Regions from separate parts of the Mus musculus genome. Here region 1 is linked to region 2. The links are chromatin contacts, called in public Hi-C maps. All regions are on one chromosome and are shown on one strand. The core of a region is the stretch at or near the end of the contact, and the rest is flanking DNA. Distances in the headings are between cores, read along the strand shown.

The links. A called contact is a pair of places that touch in the nucleus more often than the background predicts.
Region 1: a contact with region 2 is called in a Hi-C map of B cells, with 6 read pairs. The contact joins the promoter of Exosc5 here to the promoter of Trappc6a in region 2. A contact is called at or near these places in 2 of 39 promoter capture datasets (cranial neural crest and frontonasal cranial neural crest) and 1 of 484 Hi-C or Micro-C datasets (B cells).

The regions. Positions count from the first base shown.
Region 1 is chr7:25,657,726-25,661,707 of GRCm38.p6, reverse strand. It overlaps Exosc5 (exosome component 5), which reads right to left and starts at 2,555. Exons shown (of 6, transcript NM_138586.3): 1 at 2,325-2,555. The coding sequence starts at 2,472. It overlaps Bckdha (branched chain ketoacid dehydrogenase E1, alpha polypeptide), which reads left to right and starts at 2,947. Exons shown (of 9, transcript NM_007533.5): 1 at 2,947-3,075. The coding sequence starts at 2,968.
Region 2 is chr7:19,506,648-19,510,769 of GRCm38.p6, reverse strand. Trappc6a (trafficking protein particle complex 6A) reads right to left here and starts at 2,100. Exons shown (of 6, transcript NM_025960.4): 1 at 1,938-2,100. The coding sequence starts at 2,021. It overlaps Bloc1s3 (biogenesis of lysosomal organelles complex-1, subunit 3), which reads left to right and starts at 2,400. Exons shown (of 2, transcript NM_177692.4): 1 at 2,400-2,465; 2 at 3,160-4,122. The coding sequence starts at 3,169. The coding sequence ends at 3,756.

The DNA of each region.
Region 1 (3,982 bases), core at 1,306-3,805, 6.2 Mb before region 2:
TGAGGAATTGCCTCCATCAGACTGGCCTGCAGGCAGGTCTGTGGGGGCATTTTCTTTTTCTTGAGACAGGGTCTTGCTGCATGATCCTGTAGGGCATTTTAGTGATCAACAACTGATATAGAAGGGCCCCCACTCACTGTGGGCAGCGCCACCACTGGGCAGGTGGTCCTAGGTTATCTATGAAAGCAGGCTGAACAAGCCATGAAAAGCCAGGTTCTGCCACGTTGATTCTGGTTATGTCCTTGTCACAGCAAGAGACTCCTAGTGAGGACAAATGTCAAGTAATAGGGATATTGTGTCATTATCATACATACACATCATTTGCACTGCTTGCCTGCCGCAGCCACAGCCCCCTCCATCGGGTGTTCTTACAGGAGCCTTTGAGGTCAGAAGTGTCTGCAACATTCTTTTTGAAAGTCTGCCAAGTCTCCAGCTTGCACTAGGGCCCTGTGAGTTTAGGGTTTTAGAACATGGGAAGGTTCCCTCTCTATTTCTTATATCCCAAGAGATAGGGGAGGCTGATTTCAGCAATGAGCTAAGCTGAGAGCCAGCCTGGGATGAGAACACTAAACATCTGTGGGTGCTTCTCCAATGAAACCAGAGGTAACCCAATAGACTCAGGTGCTTACTAGAGCTACATTCCTGTACTGCTAGATAGACTGTGCTCTCAGCGAGCAAGGGAGTCTCTTTCTTCCCACCATCTCGATGATGTGGCTGCAGAAATTCTCTTCTTTTCCCCCTAGTATTTATTTTACTTTTTAAGTTATGTGTGTGTGTGTGTGTGTGTGTGTGTGTGTGTGTGTGTATAGTTCCCTGCAGAGGCCATAACAGGGCTTCCAATATCCTGGCTCCCCACAAGTTACAAGTGCTTGAAAGCTGCCTGAATGGGTGCTGGGAACTCAACTTTGTTCTCTGTAAGAGAAACCATTTCTCCAGCCCCGAGCTGTCTCCCCTTTTTTTTTTTCCCCAAGACAGGGTTTCCTGGCTGTCCTGGAACTCCCTCTATAGACCAGGCTGGCCTCAAACTCATAGAGACCCTGCATCTGTGTCTCAAGTGCTGGGACTAACGGTGTGTGCCACCACTGACCTGCCAGTTTTCTCCTTTCTTAAGCTCTATCAGTCGTCAGCTCTTGCCCCATCTATCTGATTCCTTCGCAGGAAAATGCCTGGAGACTTGTCTCAACTGTTTTTTTTCTCGCTCTTTCTGACCCACCACTATAAGCAATGACCTCTAGCTTATTAGCCATAAGGTGATCAGCCTTTAACATCTCAAACAAACTCACCATTGTCAACTCTGTCTCTGCCCTCTCATCTGTCTACTCTGGTAGTTTCTCACCCTCTCATGACCTCTCAAAGTTGGCTGGCCCGACTGGGATATAGGGTTGTGTGGGTCTCAGCCACAAGACTTCTCTTTTCTCCCTATTCATTTAGTCTGATGAAATGTGTATACCAAGGAAAGGCACGTTTTCTTAAATGATGGGACCGGGGAAGGGGAGATGCTTCTCAGCCCAGGATGGGAAGATCACATTTAATTTGAAGAGCACTTACTTAGATGTATCATCTGCCACAGTAATTATATTTAAACCAGTGGTGGTGATGTGTCTGTCTCAAAGGGTATTTATGCAAATAAACACCTTAGCCTCAACCGGTGATGTATGGATCTAGAAGTGTTTTTTAAGAAATCTAGTCAAAGCCAGGCGTGGTGGCGCACGCCTTTAATCCCAGCACTCGGGAGGCAGAAGCAGGCGGATTTCTGAGTTCAAGGCCAGCCTGGTCTACAAAGTGAGTTCAACAACAAAGTGAAAACAACAACAACAACAACAACAACAAAAACCCAAGAAATCTAGTCAAGGGGAGCTGGAGAGATGGCTCAGTGGTTATGAGCACTGACTGCTCTTCCAAAGGTCCTGAGTTGAATTCCCAGCAACCACATGGTGGCTCACAGCCATCTGTAACGGGATCTGATGCCCTCTTCTGGTGTGTCTGAAGACAGCTACAGTGCTCTTATATAAATAAAATAAGTCTTGAAAGAAAGATAAAAGAAAGAAAGAAATCTAGAGAAGGGTAATATCTGCCTTGGTGAAATACCTATTCTGGGATAGTCACTCTTATGAGAGTGGTCTTGCTCTCGATCTCCTCTGAGAGGGATTTACCAGGCTGGCCAACTCATTTCTTCTCGAGACGGGAGGTGGGTATACTCAACATCTAGAAATAAGTTCAAGGAGGCGGGCGTACTTGGTTACATACTACACAGTAACCGCTCTTCAAAAACCCTTCTTCGGTGAGGATGGCGCGCGCTGAGTTAAACTTGGTGAGGCTCGTACCTTGAAGAAAAGAAGCAGATCCATCCGGCCGGGACAGCAGGTTTTGCTCACAAGCAAAGTGCCGGAGACTGCAGACTGGACTTCGGGGGCTGGACTCTGTTCCGGTGTCAGTGAGTAAATTGGCGTCTGCACGCTTTGCGCCCTCCATAGCCGCTGACCACGCGCGCTGCGGCTCCCACCGTAGCTTCCGCTTAGCGGCGCGCGCAGTTCTACCGGCCGCGTACCTATTGCGCATGCGCCCGTCTAGGGCACGCCCGAGTTGGCCCTAGCACGTGGCTCAGCGTTTACTAACAATCTGGTCCCGCCCACCTCCACCTCCCAATTCTGGCATAGCCATTGGACAACAGGGAACAGGGGGAGGGACTTGGAGAGGGCCCATTTTGCTCAGGGCTCCGGGTCCTGAACCCTGAAGGTTCAAGTTAAGTTGTCCTTTTAGTTGCCTGAATTAGGAGCAACTAGAAGCAGACGACCGGAGCAATTTTAGAGACTAAAAATTGCCACCTTACTCATTTATGCGTCTTTGTCGCAAGGTGGTTAGAAGCAGATAGCGTGTTGGCCTAGCGGTGCTGCTATTTGAATAAGGCATCTGGTGGGACAGCCGTATGTCTATCCTGTGAGAAAGGAGGAGTGGTTATTAGCCAAGATGGCGATAGTGATGTCTGCGGCCAAGATCTGGAGGCCGAGCCGTGGCCTGCGCCAGGCTGCTCTTCTCCTGTTGGGACGATCTGGGGTTCGGGGCTTGGCTAGATCTGTGAGTATCTGAGCCCCACGGGGTCTTTCTTAGGGAGAAATAGAGACGTAAAAGTTATTCTTACATTGTGTGAGACACCGCGGGCTGTGAAGGAAAGAAAGAAAAGGTCCGAGAAACTTCTTGAAGAGAAATTCAAGGGAAGAATCCCTTTAGAGGAAAAGCAAGGCAGCTACTTGTGGGCCTCGATAGAAGGAGACGAGACGGGGGTTGAAAGGACAGATCAGGTTTTCATAGGGTCCTACATTGCTTAAATTCCAACTGTAAAGGGAGTTGAGCAAGAAACTGGTTTGATTCCTATGCCACCTGATCAAAAGGCAAGGCAAGGGACTTTGCCATGACTGTCCTTTACACAAGATGATTATGAAGGGAGACAAAGAGAGCTACAAGTTCAAACAGGACCCTTTGCCCACGTTATTTTTTTGAGACAGGATCTCACCCACGAGTCCGGAATGGCCTTTAGCTCACCCAGATGCTTAGACAGGCATCGAACTGGAGATAGTCCTGTCCCAGCCTCCCAAGTACTGGCATTACAGATGTAAGCTACGGTGCTTGGCTGCCCACTTTTCTTGAAAACACTGGAGAAAACTCGGAATTCCCTTTTGATCCATTGTTGATAAGGGCAGGATAACACTTCCAAAATCTGTTGCGGTCTGGCAATGTACCACCACAGTGTAGAATGCTTGCCTAGCACGCGCCACGTCCAGAGTTTGGCTCCTAGCCCTGTGTGTTTGTTTATCTGGATATGGCGACACATGTCTGTAATTTCAGCGCTTGGGAAGTAGGAGAGGAGGCATTTGAGGCCAGGTTGAGTTACGTGAGACCCTATCTCAAAAAAAAAAAAAAAAGATTTTTAAAAATGGTTTACTTATTTTTATTTCACGTGCATTGTTGTTTGGTCTGCATGAAG
Region 2 (4,122 bases), core at 851-3,350:
CCTCAGGTGTTGTTCTAAAGACCTGAGCACTTGACCTCTACAGGTAAAATTGCAAAAGTCCTTTTATGAAATGAAGTGTTTACATAATAGCCCACACACATTCTCCCACAGATCTTGCTTTATTTTGTTGTGTTAAGGATAAAACCTAGCTCATCCCTGTGCCATTCTAAGCAGGTGCTATTTTGCTGAGCCACACCCACAACTCCTCACTGAAGGATTCTAGGCAGGGGCTCTACCACTGAACTACAACCCCAGCCCCTCACTGGGGGATTCTAGGCAGGAGCTGCACTGCTGAGCCAAACCCTAGCTTTCTTATAGACTATAAATCCTTTCTAGATGATTATAATGCTAATACAATGTAATTACTATATAGTTATACCATACTGTTTAGAAAAAAATTTTAAAGTTTGTAAATAATCACTAGAGACGTATTAATTAACTAAATTAACTAAAACGACATCTCTGCATCCAATTCCAGCCCTTGGGAAGTGCAGGCAGCAGGATCGCATGTGTGAGAGTGGAACAGTATATAAGTGAGATGAGATATCCTTTGTTGTTTTTTTTTTTTTTTTTTTTTAAGACACGGTTTCTCTGTATAGCCCTGGCTGTCCTGGAATTCACTCTATAGACTAGGCTGGCCTCAAACTCAAAAATCCGCCTGCCTCTGCCTCCCAAGTGCTGGGATTAAAGGCGTGCGCCACCACTGATGCAGCACTCTGGGATGCAGAGGCTGACTGTACCACACTGGAGGCGCAATGTGCAAACCAGACACGGGAGGGCCCATAATCCTAGTACTTTTCAGGCAGAGGCAGGAGGATCACCAGAAGCCAGCTTGGGTCATACAGTGAAAACCTGCTTCAAGAGTCGGGTTGGCGTAGGGATACTCAGGGAAGAAAAGAGAGAGCAGAGCAGTCTCTGCAGCAGGTCTTGAACTCCCACACAGTCATGGAAGTTCAAACTGCCATGTAGCCTATAAAATCAGGGAGGCAGCCGGGCGTGGTGGCACACGCCTTTAATCCCAGCACTTGGGAGGCAGAGGCAGGTGAATTTCTGAGTTGAGGCTAGCCTGGTCTACAGAGTGAGTTCCAGGACAGCCAGGGCTACACAGAGAAACCCTGTTTCGAACCCCCCCACCCCCACCCTCCCAAAAAATCAGGGAGGCTCCTGAGACCTGATGATCGGGCCACACTCCCACTAACTCTATTACCTCAGCTGTAGGGCCCCCAGTACGGACACAGTCGGTGGCAGCAGTTAGGAGCTACGAGGAGAGCCCTGGGCAAGCTCATATCTGTGCAGGCTCACAGAAAGCTATTTTAATCTCTTTATTAGAGTCAAGGTGACACAGAGCAGAGAGGAAGCAGGCTCCCTCCTTCCCAGAGCATGTGCCTCTGCACAAAGCAGCTTCTTCATGACCTCCCTAGGATGAGAAGGAAGACAATGGGAGGTGGATGGGAGTATGACACACAGGAAGGCACAAAGGAACACATAAGTGGTGGTAACTATTATTGATTACAATATTTCAGTGATCCCAGCGCCACCTTCCACATTACCGGGTGGGGTCTTTACTCATTACAGGGGCAAATCCATACTAAAAAACTCACTGTGTGCTGGGGTGTAGCGCGATCAGCACGCACTTTATCCAGCACACAGGCAGAGGGGACAGATGAGACCGGGTATGGTTGAGGGTGCATTTTCTAAGGAGGAAACGGAAGGATAGGAAGATTAAAGATGTTGAGTTGCATACTAAGTGGGTGGTGAGGCGAGCCCTCATCTGAGCCCAATAACAGCCAATTACCCTAATTATCAACGGCGCCCCAGGACGAGGCCTAGAACTGAGCGCCTTGACCCAAGTCATCTCGCTCCGCCTCAGCAATGACCTGCCATAAGGCTCGATCACACCCCACTTCTCCACCCCGAGGCCACGGCGTGCCGCTCACCCCCGAGCCTGGGTCCGGGTCCGGGGCCCACAGCTCCGCCACCATCTCGGTGTGCAGAAACTCGAATAGCACCGCGTCCGCCATACGCCGCCTCGCGACCCTCACGCCTGGCCAACGCTTCCGGCTCCCATTGGTCAGCTCGGGAGGTAGGCCCGATCTGATTGGTGATCCTATTTAGCTCCGCCTGCTTCTTGAAAGCCAGGAGGCGGGTCCACCGAGCCCCTTCCTTGGCCGCGCTGTTAACATCTTCCGCCCTTTCTTCGCTTCCCTCCCTGCTCCCGAGTCTTCGGACATCCAATTGGCTGAGTCTCTGATTCCTGTGAGGGTCCAAGATTAAAAAAAATAAATTTACGCGTCAAACGGAATTTTCCTAAATACATAAGCAAATAAATAAATAAACCCACACTACGGAAGCGACTTGTCTAACCGCTTTCCTATTGGCCATAACTCGGCTCACGTGACGCTGCGAGAGACCGGCTCACTTCCGCCAGGCAGCGGACCCCTTGGGCTCGGAGCCTCGGAGACCCGGTATGGCCTTCCTTCCGGGACTCTGGTGTCGGTGGCTCTTGTTAAGGGTCCCCTCGGGCGGCTGTCCTTTCTGTTTGCCCTGGTGCCTATTGCGGCCAAGTGCTCGCTGGCCAGGAGGACAGTGGAGGGTGTGGCCTGTGCTGGTGGGACTCTGGGAACTCTTGGTTACAAAGCTTTTAAAACTTACTTTATTATTGTCAGTATTATTTTGAGACAAGTTCTCACTATGTATGTAATGTTGGATGGCCTGGCACTATTGAGGATCAGGCTGATCTCGAACTCACAGAGATCTTCCTGCCTCTCCTCCGGTGCTGGGAATTAAAGTCATTATTATTATTTTATATTAGTTAATGTATATATACGCGTGCGTCTCTAGCACGCGTGTAGAGCTCAGAGGACAACTGTACGGGCCTCAGTTCGCTTCTTCCACCATGTGGGTCCCTGGGTTCGAACTCTTGGCGTCAGGTTTGATTGCAAGTGCCTTTTCCCAGCTGAGCCATCTCGTGTGACCTAGTTCTAAGGCTTTGCCTGGACGGTCCTTGATGTCCCCGGTGTGCACACAAATGATACAGAGGTGCACAATTCCAACCCATGTGTACACGAGGAAACTGAGGCCCAAGTCAGGACTCGCTGGGGATGGCGGTGAAGGGGCTGGGACTCGGGACCTCACGTCCGCTCAATTCCTCTTCTCCAGCTCCGTGCCATGGAGTCATCCCAGGGTCGGCGGAGAAGGCCGGGGACAGTGGTACCTGGGGAAGCTGCGGAGACCGACTCGGAGCTGTCTGCATCCTCGTCCGAGGAGGAACTATACCTGGGTCCCTCGGGCCCTACGCGCGGCCGTCCCACGGGGCTGCGTGTGGCCGGGGAGGCGGCGGAGACCGACTCGGAGCCTGAGCCCGAGCCCACGGTTGTGCCGGTCGACCTGCCCCCGCTCGTGGTGCAGCGCGATCCGGCGGAGACTTGGGGCACGGAGGAGACCCCTGCCATGGCGCCTGCGCGCTCGCTGCTGCAGCTCCGGTTGGCTGAGAGCCAGACGCGCCTGGACCACGACGTAGCGGCTGCGGTGAGCGGCGTGTACCGCCGTGCGGGTCGCGATGTGGCCGCCCTGGCGGGGAGGCTGGCGGCTGCTCAGGCCACCGGGCTGGCAGCCGCCCACAGCGTGCGCCTGGCGCGCGGGGACCTCTGCGCGCTCGCCGAGCGCCTGGATATCGTGGCTGGCTGTCGCTTGCTGCCGGACATACGAGGGGTCCCTGGTATGGAGCCCGAGCAGGACCCGGGACCTAGAGCCTAGGCTGTCACTCTGTGTCCCCCCACCTGACTCTGCCTCTTGGTGAACATTCGTACCACCTGTGGCATCTGACTCTGTTTTTGTTCCTGGATCACCGAGGCCTCCAATGCGTGGTAGCATTTGATCAATGCCGACAGAAGCCGAATCCTCGCATCTTCTTTGATATTCTTAGCACAATTCCGGGCTCCCCAACCCAGGTTCTGTGGCTATCAAGTAGCTTAGCCCCTATCCATTCTGGTCCTGTTTCCTAAATTCAGCTTTACTCTTGGGCAAAGCCAGAGGTTTGCTTTCTTTTGTTGAGCCTTTCTGAATTTAGGCTTTGGGGGGTAGTGGTGTCTCTCTAGTTTACATCCCTAAATGATGATCACT